Linked DNA regions of Mus musculus: region 1 is linked to region 2. Evidence: chromatin contacts called from public Hi-C data. All regions are on one chromosome and are shown on one strand. Each heading gives the region's core, a stretch centred on a gene start, on an enhancer-like site or on the middle of the called end of the contact. The rest is flanking DNA. Distances are from core to core; before and after follow the strand shown. Region 1 overlaps Inpp5f (inositol polyphosphate-5-phosphatase F). Region 2 holds the start of Inpp5f (inositol polyphosphate-5-phosphatase F).

Region 1 (3,187 bases), core at 275-2,774, 61 kb before region 2:
TCCCAAGCATAAAATAAAAACCAGAAGACAAAGATGATGTTTCCGATGTGACAACAGGAAAAATTTAAATCTGTGTACAAGTGACATTATCAGCAAAGGTTTAAAAAAACAAAACAAGGAACTCTCATGAGAATGTACTTGCCACAGAAAATCAACACTTTATAGAGTACCATAAACAGAGTAAGAAAAAACTGGGTACAAAAGACCCCAGTGAGCAAGATGCTACAGTCCCTACTAACAGTAAATTGCAAATGTCAGGATATAAAAGAGGTTTTAACCTACTGACGGGTAAATTTAAATAACTGAACAGAGTCAGCATTGGTGAACATGAAAAACAACAGCGGGGTCCCATTGCTACTGAGAATAGAAGCTGTGTGATCCCTTAAAAACGGTTTCTAATTTCCTGCTGCTTGTGTTGGGTGGGCAGGGCAAGTCTGAGGATTTTCAGTGCTTCTGGTGCAGTATCTCTGAATGCTAAATATCAACTTTAAGTGTATATGCTGTTTAATTCAACAAGTTTGCCTTCACAAATTCATTCTGCAAAAACAAGTTCCCTAATTCTTAGACTTTTAAAATTGTCTTTACTCTCGGTGGGGGGCACATGTATAAGCATGTGCAGGGGGCAGAGTTAGAGAACTTTATGGCGTCTGCTCTCACGCCCCGCCCCCTTACGTGGGTGCCAGGGATGAAAATGTACACATGGGTGATAAGGCTTGCCCATCAAGTGCTTGACCTGATGGGCCATCTTGCCAGCTCTTCACTTTGGATTATTTTGTTTTTGAGGCAGGGTCACACTATGTAGCCCTGGCTGTCCTGGAACTTGGTATGTAAGCCAGGTCAGCCTCAAACTCACTTTGTGCTGGACTAAAGGTGTGCACCATTATAACCAATTTGTTTTTTCAAACTGAGTTCTTATATAGCCCAGGCCTTGAATTTACTGGATAGCCTAGGCTGGACTAATCCCCTTTACAACCTCTATAGTCTCCTCCTGAGTGCTGGGATTATAGATACACACCATCATTCCCAATTTAGAACTTTTCCTTTTTTCTGCCAGCCTTTGCCTCCGGAGGTGTTGGGATTAAAGGCATGTGCCACCACTGCCTAACCTAAGAATTCTGGGGAAAAGACTAACAGCCAGAGACTTCACTGCAGAACAGTATGTGCACTGCCAGCTCTTTGTGACTTCAGCCCATGGTGAATGTGCGGGTGTCAGGTGACCTTGCTACAAACAATAGATTGCTAACTCAAATCTCAAGGCAAGCCTGGAAGCCGCAAGGCTGAGTGCAGTGACTTCAGTAAACCACTGAGGACTCGGGTTCTTTCTGCCTTTCCCTCTGCCATTCCCTCATTGCTTCCCCAGCAGCACACTGGATAAACGCCCGACTGCTTCATTCACCATCTTGAGACAGATGCAAAAGTCCCTAACATCAAATCCTGACAAAGCAGCCTCAGGGGCACTGTGGGTTCCGGTATATCTTTTATTAGAGCAGGAAGCTTTTCCCACATCAGACCTTCTGTCAAACAGCTCCAGCCTAAACCAATTATGAGCTAGCGCAATGCAGCCACACGGATGAGTCACCCTGACCGTGGGCCCCTCATCGCAGAAAGCAATTACCCAGGAGAAGGACACAGATAACACAGATAAATGAACACTGCCAGGCTCCTGCTGGAGGCCAGGAGGTGTCTGCTCAGCGCCCGCCTCTAGATATTGACGTGCGTCAACGGGGAGCAGGGACAAGTGTGGGAAGAGGTTATTTCCTGGCGTGCACACCTCAGTATTGCTCCTTTTAACAATTTGTGTTGCATTTAAATATGGCTTATTCTTTCTAATGCTACTTACAATTAGGAATATCAATAATGCATGAATCAACACGAATCAACACATTATTAAGGAACTCAATGCAGAATAAGACCAAATCATTCCTGACCACATCCAGTCCTTCATGCCGCCCTCAGCAGCCGCTGGCTCTGATGCTGCAGTGAGGCTCTTGCATAAGCACCCGTGACTGAGCACACTTGGAGTCCTGTTTGCCGATTTAAGTGCTAATTGCTCTGCATCCTTTCCCAGACTTGACGCTTCTCAGCGGTTCCCCTCAGCTCCCCAGTGTGTGAGTCATGGCTTTAATTTGCATTTCCCTGATGATTAATGAGATGACGCACCTTCTCTGATGGATTTGACTTTATAAAATATCCTTGTACATAAAATCCTGTTACATTATTCTGTCCAGTTTTTTTTGTATTGTACATCCTTTTTAATGGGTTTAGAAGACATTTAAATGTGCTGCGAGATAACAGACCAAATCTTAACTATTAAAGATTTATTTTATGTGTGTTTTGCCTACATGTACCTGTGTGTACCATGTGTGTGCCTGCTGCCCTCAGAGCTCAAAAGGAGGTGTCAGATTCCCCGGAAGTGGACTTACTCATGGTTGTGAGCCACCATATGTATTCTAGGGTTGGAACCTGGGTCCTCTACAAGAGCTCTTAACTCTCCAGCCTCCCCTAATCTCTGAATTACCTTTCATTCTCTTCATAATGCCTTTTTAAAAAGTATTTATTTTATGCATGCGTTTCAATTGTGCATAACCAGAAATAACAAATAGTAAAAAATCGTAAAGTAAAAATCAAGTTAGTCCCTTTCCATTATGGTTAGCGTTGTTGTTTTGTACATGTATGTATCTTTGTGTGGTGAATACACAGCATAGCACATGTGCAGAGGTCAGAGGTCAACCTTAGATGTAGGCCTTTGTCTTCCATCCTGTTTGGGGCAGTGTCTGTATTGGTTACAGCAAGCTGGCCTACAGAGCTCTAGGATTCTCCTTTCTCCACGTCCAAGCTCTCCTTAAGAGCCCTGAGATTACACATTCAGGGCCTCGAACTCACAGAGATCCTCCTGCCCCTGGCTCAGAGTGCTGGGACTGAAGACACATGTCATGTCACCTCTTCTCTTCTCTTCTCTTCTCTTCTCTTCTCTTCTCTTCTCTTCTCTTCTCTTCTCTTCTCTTCTCTTCTCTTCTCTTCTCTTTGTGTGAGTGGGTGCTGGGACCAAACCCAGATCCTCTGCAGAGCCGTACATACTCTTAATCGCTGAGACATCCCTCCAGCCCAAAAATAACTATTTCCTGGTTGGGCATTATTCTTTATCAAGTGACTAATAAAATGTGATAGACAATCATACATTTGAAAC
Region 2 (3,204 bases), core at 542-3,041:
GAGATACACTGAACTGTGATGCTATACCAAACTTTTGATAATGGTGAAAAGTTTTACACTTGCTCTCTGATACGAACTTTGGACAAACAAAGAGCAAACCTCAGGGCTAGCTCCAGGAAAGGGCCCGGCTAAACTTTCTGCTTGAGAAAACTGACCTGCGGAGATGAAAAGTCCTGTCTGATGAGCTGAGAAGGACTCCAAGCTCCCTCCATTTATGCATTCCAGCTGCCAGGAATTTGGCCCGCGGGACTTTTACAGCTAAATTCCCCCCTGCTTTACACCTTGCAGGGTGACAGGCTAGGAAAAGTGGTCAGATTAGAATAAAGTGGCCCATCATCTATTCCAAGGTCACCAAAAGTCTTACTGTGGCCACCGTAGTGCCTCCATTCTGAAAAGAGGAAATAAAATACAGCGGCAAGAAAATACAACCAGAGCCATATTTCTGAAGAAGAAAAAAAGTTGTTCTTCACCGCTCTAGCAGAGTAACTTTGCAGGTCTCCGTAAGGACACAATGGACACTGATGAAAAGTGTCACCAAACCGCTCCACTTTCTGGGATCTCACACTTCTCTCCTCACCTGAGAAAGAAGATCCTGACCCTACTCTTTCAGGCTGCTGTGGGGATTGGCACTAAGACACGAAAGGACCTGTCCTCAGAAGCCATCCCATAAGAGGTAACAGGATGACCTAAAAAGCTCCCTTGAAGTTATTCTACTGGATGTACTCAAAGAACGCAGGAAAACGTCCAATGCCGTGGCTCGTTCAAGAGTTCCAGTCTCACTTTTCCTAAAGTAAAAAAGTGTTGACCAATGAAGGAAAAAAGCACTGGAGAACTAAGTAGAAGCTGCCCAAACTCCTCCGAGCGATAACTGACCGCAGCTGTCTGAGAACAGGAGCTACTATTTAAGCCAACTAACTGCAAACAAAGTTTTCTAAAGCAAACTGATGGCTGGAGACTTTGACCTCTCCTAACTGTGTGTGACAGACATCCAACACGACTTCTTCTTGAAAATGGCAATTCATACACTAGTTTTCGATCAAGTCCTGTGAGGTAACCGTCCTGAAGTCACTCTTTAATAAGTGACCGGGAACAACTCAAGGATGTCAAGAAGGAGTGTCCCGCATTAGGTTCCACTGAACTGATGGGACTGGAACCCAGAACTTCCCACGCTGGACCGTGAGAAGACGCTGCAGGTGGAGGCCTACGAGGGGTTCATAAGGGACCCTATCCCCGCACCCCAGGCCCCAGATACTGGAAGAGGTGCACTAAAGGGGGTGACCGGCCTTCCCCGCCTCCCTGAGGCAGGAGGACTCCCCGAAGCGGCGGCCGCTCCCCTCAGGACTAGCGCTGACATCCCCAAGCGTCCCGCCCAGCCTCGCGATCCCGGGGCCGGAGGGGCCGGGCCGCGCCCCCCGCGCTCCAGCTGGCCCGCGCGCCCCACCCAGCCCGCGCCGCGCGCCTCACCCGGTCGGAGCTGCAGGCCGCCGTCGCGCCGGCTGCACCACAGGGCACGCTCGCCCTGCTGCAGGATGTAGTGGTCCTTAGCCTGAAAGAGCTCCATGCCGGCCCCACGCGCTCCGGGAGGCGGCGGTCCCCCGGCCCAGGCACGGCAGCGGCCCGCCCTGGAGCGATGCTGGAGTCCTCCTCCACCGAGACCACCAGAGTCCGTGCCTCAAGGAGACTCCGAGGACCCAGCCCACGGAAGAACAGAGTGGGGAAGCACTCGGGGGCCTGACCCGCGGGCCAAGAACACGCTTGGGCGGCCGAGGCCCGGGAGGCCTTTTCCCCCTCCCCCCACAACTCCTGTACCTAGGCTCCGCCCCCTATCCTGAGACTCCACCTCCTACAGTTCATCCTGGCTCCCTCTAGACTCCGCCTCCTCCCAGGTTCCTCCCCTCAGCGTGCAACTTTCCCTCCTATAGTTCCTCCCCTCTCCCTTAGGCTCCGCCCTTGCTCAGGCTCCTCCTCCGACCTTCCGACTCCGCCTCCCTCTGTAGTTCTCCGAAAGCCCTCCTAGGCCCCGCCCTGGTCCCGCCCACGAGTTTCTGGCTCAGCCCTCTCCCAGCCTGTGTCTCAATCCTCTTTCTCCTTTCAGCTCTCGCCGCACCTCTTTCAGTTCCTCCCTCTCTGTCTATAGCCTCTACTCCTCTGCCTCTCCCACTCGCCGGCCTTACCAGCTGCGACCTCAGGCAGGCCCTGAGCCTAAGTCTGGTTATACTGGCTCGACGCCCTTTATGCAGCCATTTCTTGATCTTTCCCTGATGTGCAAGCCAGTCCTTCATTCCTTCCATTAGCTCCTAGAAAAGTCTGGTCAAGTCCCCGAATCCACCTGACATTCCTTCCTCCTCGGAGTACATTTACCCCTAGTCTGAGCAAAGACCAAACCAAGCCCAGAAGTACAGCCATGGTTGTCTCCAGGGTTCTACCCCAAGTTAGCACTCGGCTGAGCAGAGGCCGCTCTGTTTTGGCATTTCCTATTAGAACCTGGACACCAATAATCATTTAGTAAATGCACATTAGTGGAGATGTGTCTCCACAGAATACACACTTAGAGTTAGCTGGGCTAGTGAGGAGAAGGTACAGCAAAGTCTGAGAAGCCGGCCTACAGGAAGTCAGTAAAAGGGACGTCACTCAGAGATGGTAAAATGGCCAGGTGTCAATCTGAACCAGAAAGATTTAGGAGAAAAAGCTTCCAGTTCTAGACCTATCTCCCAGTCTCCAGACTTTGGGTCTGTCTTGTTCTGTGTGATCTTGGGACAATTTTAGTCTCTACTGATTGAATTCGTGACCTTTACTACACTCTTAGACTCCCAATTCTGTATGTTCCTGTCTTCCTTTAAAGCAATCTTTAAAAAAAAAAAAAAAAAAAAGAGGCCTAACCACCGGAGCTGGGTGGCTCAAGAGTACTTTGCTACTTTTGCAGAGGACCTCCGGTTCAGTTCCCAGCACCTCCAGGGCAGCTCACAACCAACTGTGATGAGACACCTCTTCTGACCTCTGTTCCTGTATGGGTGTAGTGCACAGGTTCATAAATATAAAGTAAATGGTGGTGCTGCTGCTGCTGGTGGTGGTGCTGCTGGTGGTGGTGCTGCTGTGTTGGGAGCCGCGCCCACATTCGCCGTTACAAGATGGCGCTGACAGCTGTGTTCTAAGTGGTAAACAAATAATCTGCGCATGTGCCAAGGGTATCTTATGACTACTTGT

What was found. A called contact is a pair of places that touch in the nucleus more often than the background predicts.
Region 1: a contact with region 2 is called in a Hi-C map of muscle stem cells, with 2.7 times the contacts expected there. The contact joins the enhancer-like site here to the promoter of Inpp5f in region 2. A contact is called at or near these places in 20 of 39 promoter capture datasets (the 3T3-L1 cell line, 3T3-L1-derived adipocytes, the C10 cell line and 12 more), 1 of 15 datasets of contacts at CTCF or cohesin (large pre-B cells), 41 of 484 Hi-C or Micro-C datasets (the BV-2 cell line, the C2C12 cell line, CD4 T cells and 27 more), 21 of 115 datasets of contacts at active chromatin or transcription factors (the 230-238 cell line, the HPC-7 cell line, T-cell acute lymphoblastic leukemia and 14 more) and 5 of 9 other capture datasets (adipose tissue, bone marrow-derived macrophages, liver and 2 more).

What each region holds. Positions count from the first base shown.
Region 1 is chr7:128,670,973-128,674,159 of GRCm38.p6, reverse strand. The region is part of intron 9 of Inpp5f (inositol polyphosphate-5-phosphatase F); the gene reads right to left. Among named protein-coding and RNA genes, the nearest start is that of Inpp5f, 61 kb to the right of the region's middle. Within about 2 kb of position 1,524, at least 186 of the 459 cell types and tissues checked have an H3K27ac peak or open chromatin away from gene starts, as enhancers often do. A contact at or near this core is called in the 230-238 cell line, the BV-2 cell line, the C2C12 cell line and 32 more, where this site is marked.
Region 2 is chr7:128,609,952-128,613,155 of GRCm38.p6, reverse strand. It overlaps Inpp5f (inositol polyphosphate-5-phosphatase F), which reads right to left and starts at 1,791. Exons shown (of 20, transcript NM_178641.5): 1 at 1,465-1,791. The coding sequence starts at 1,561.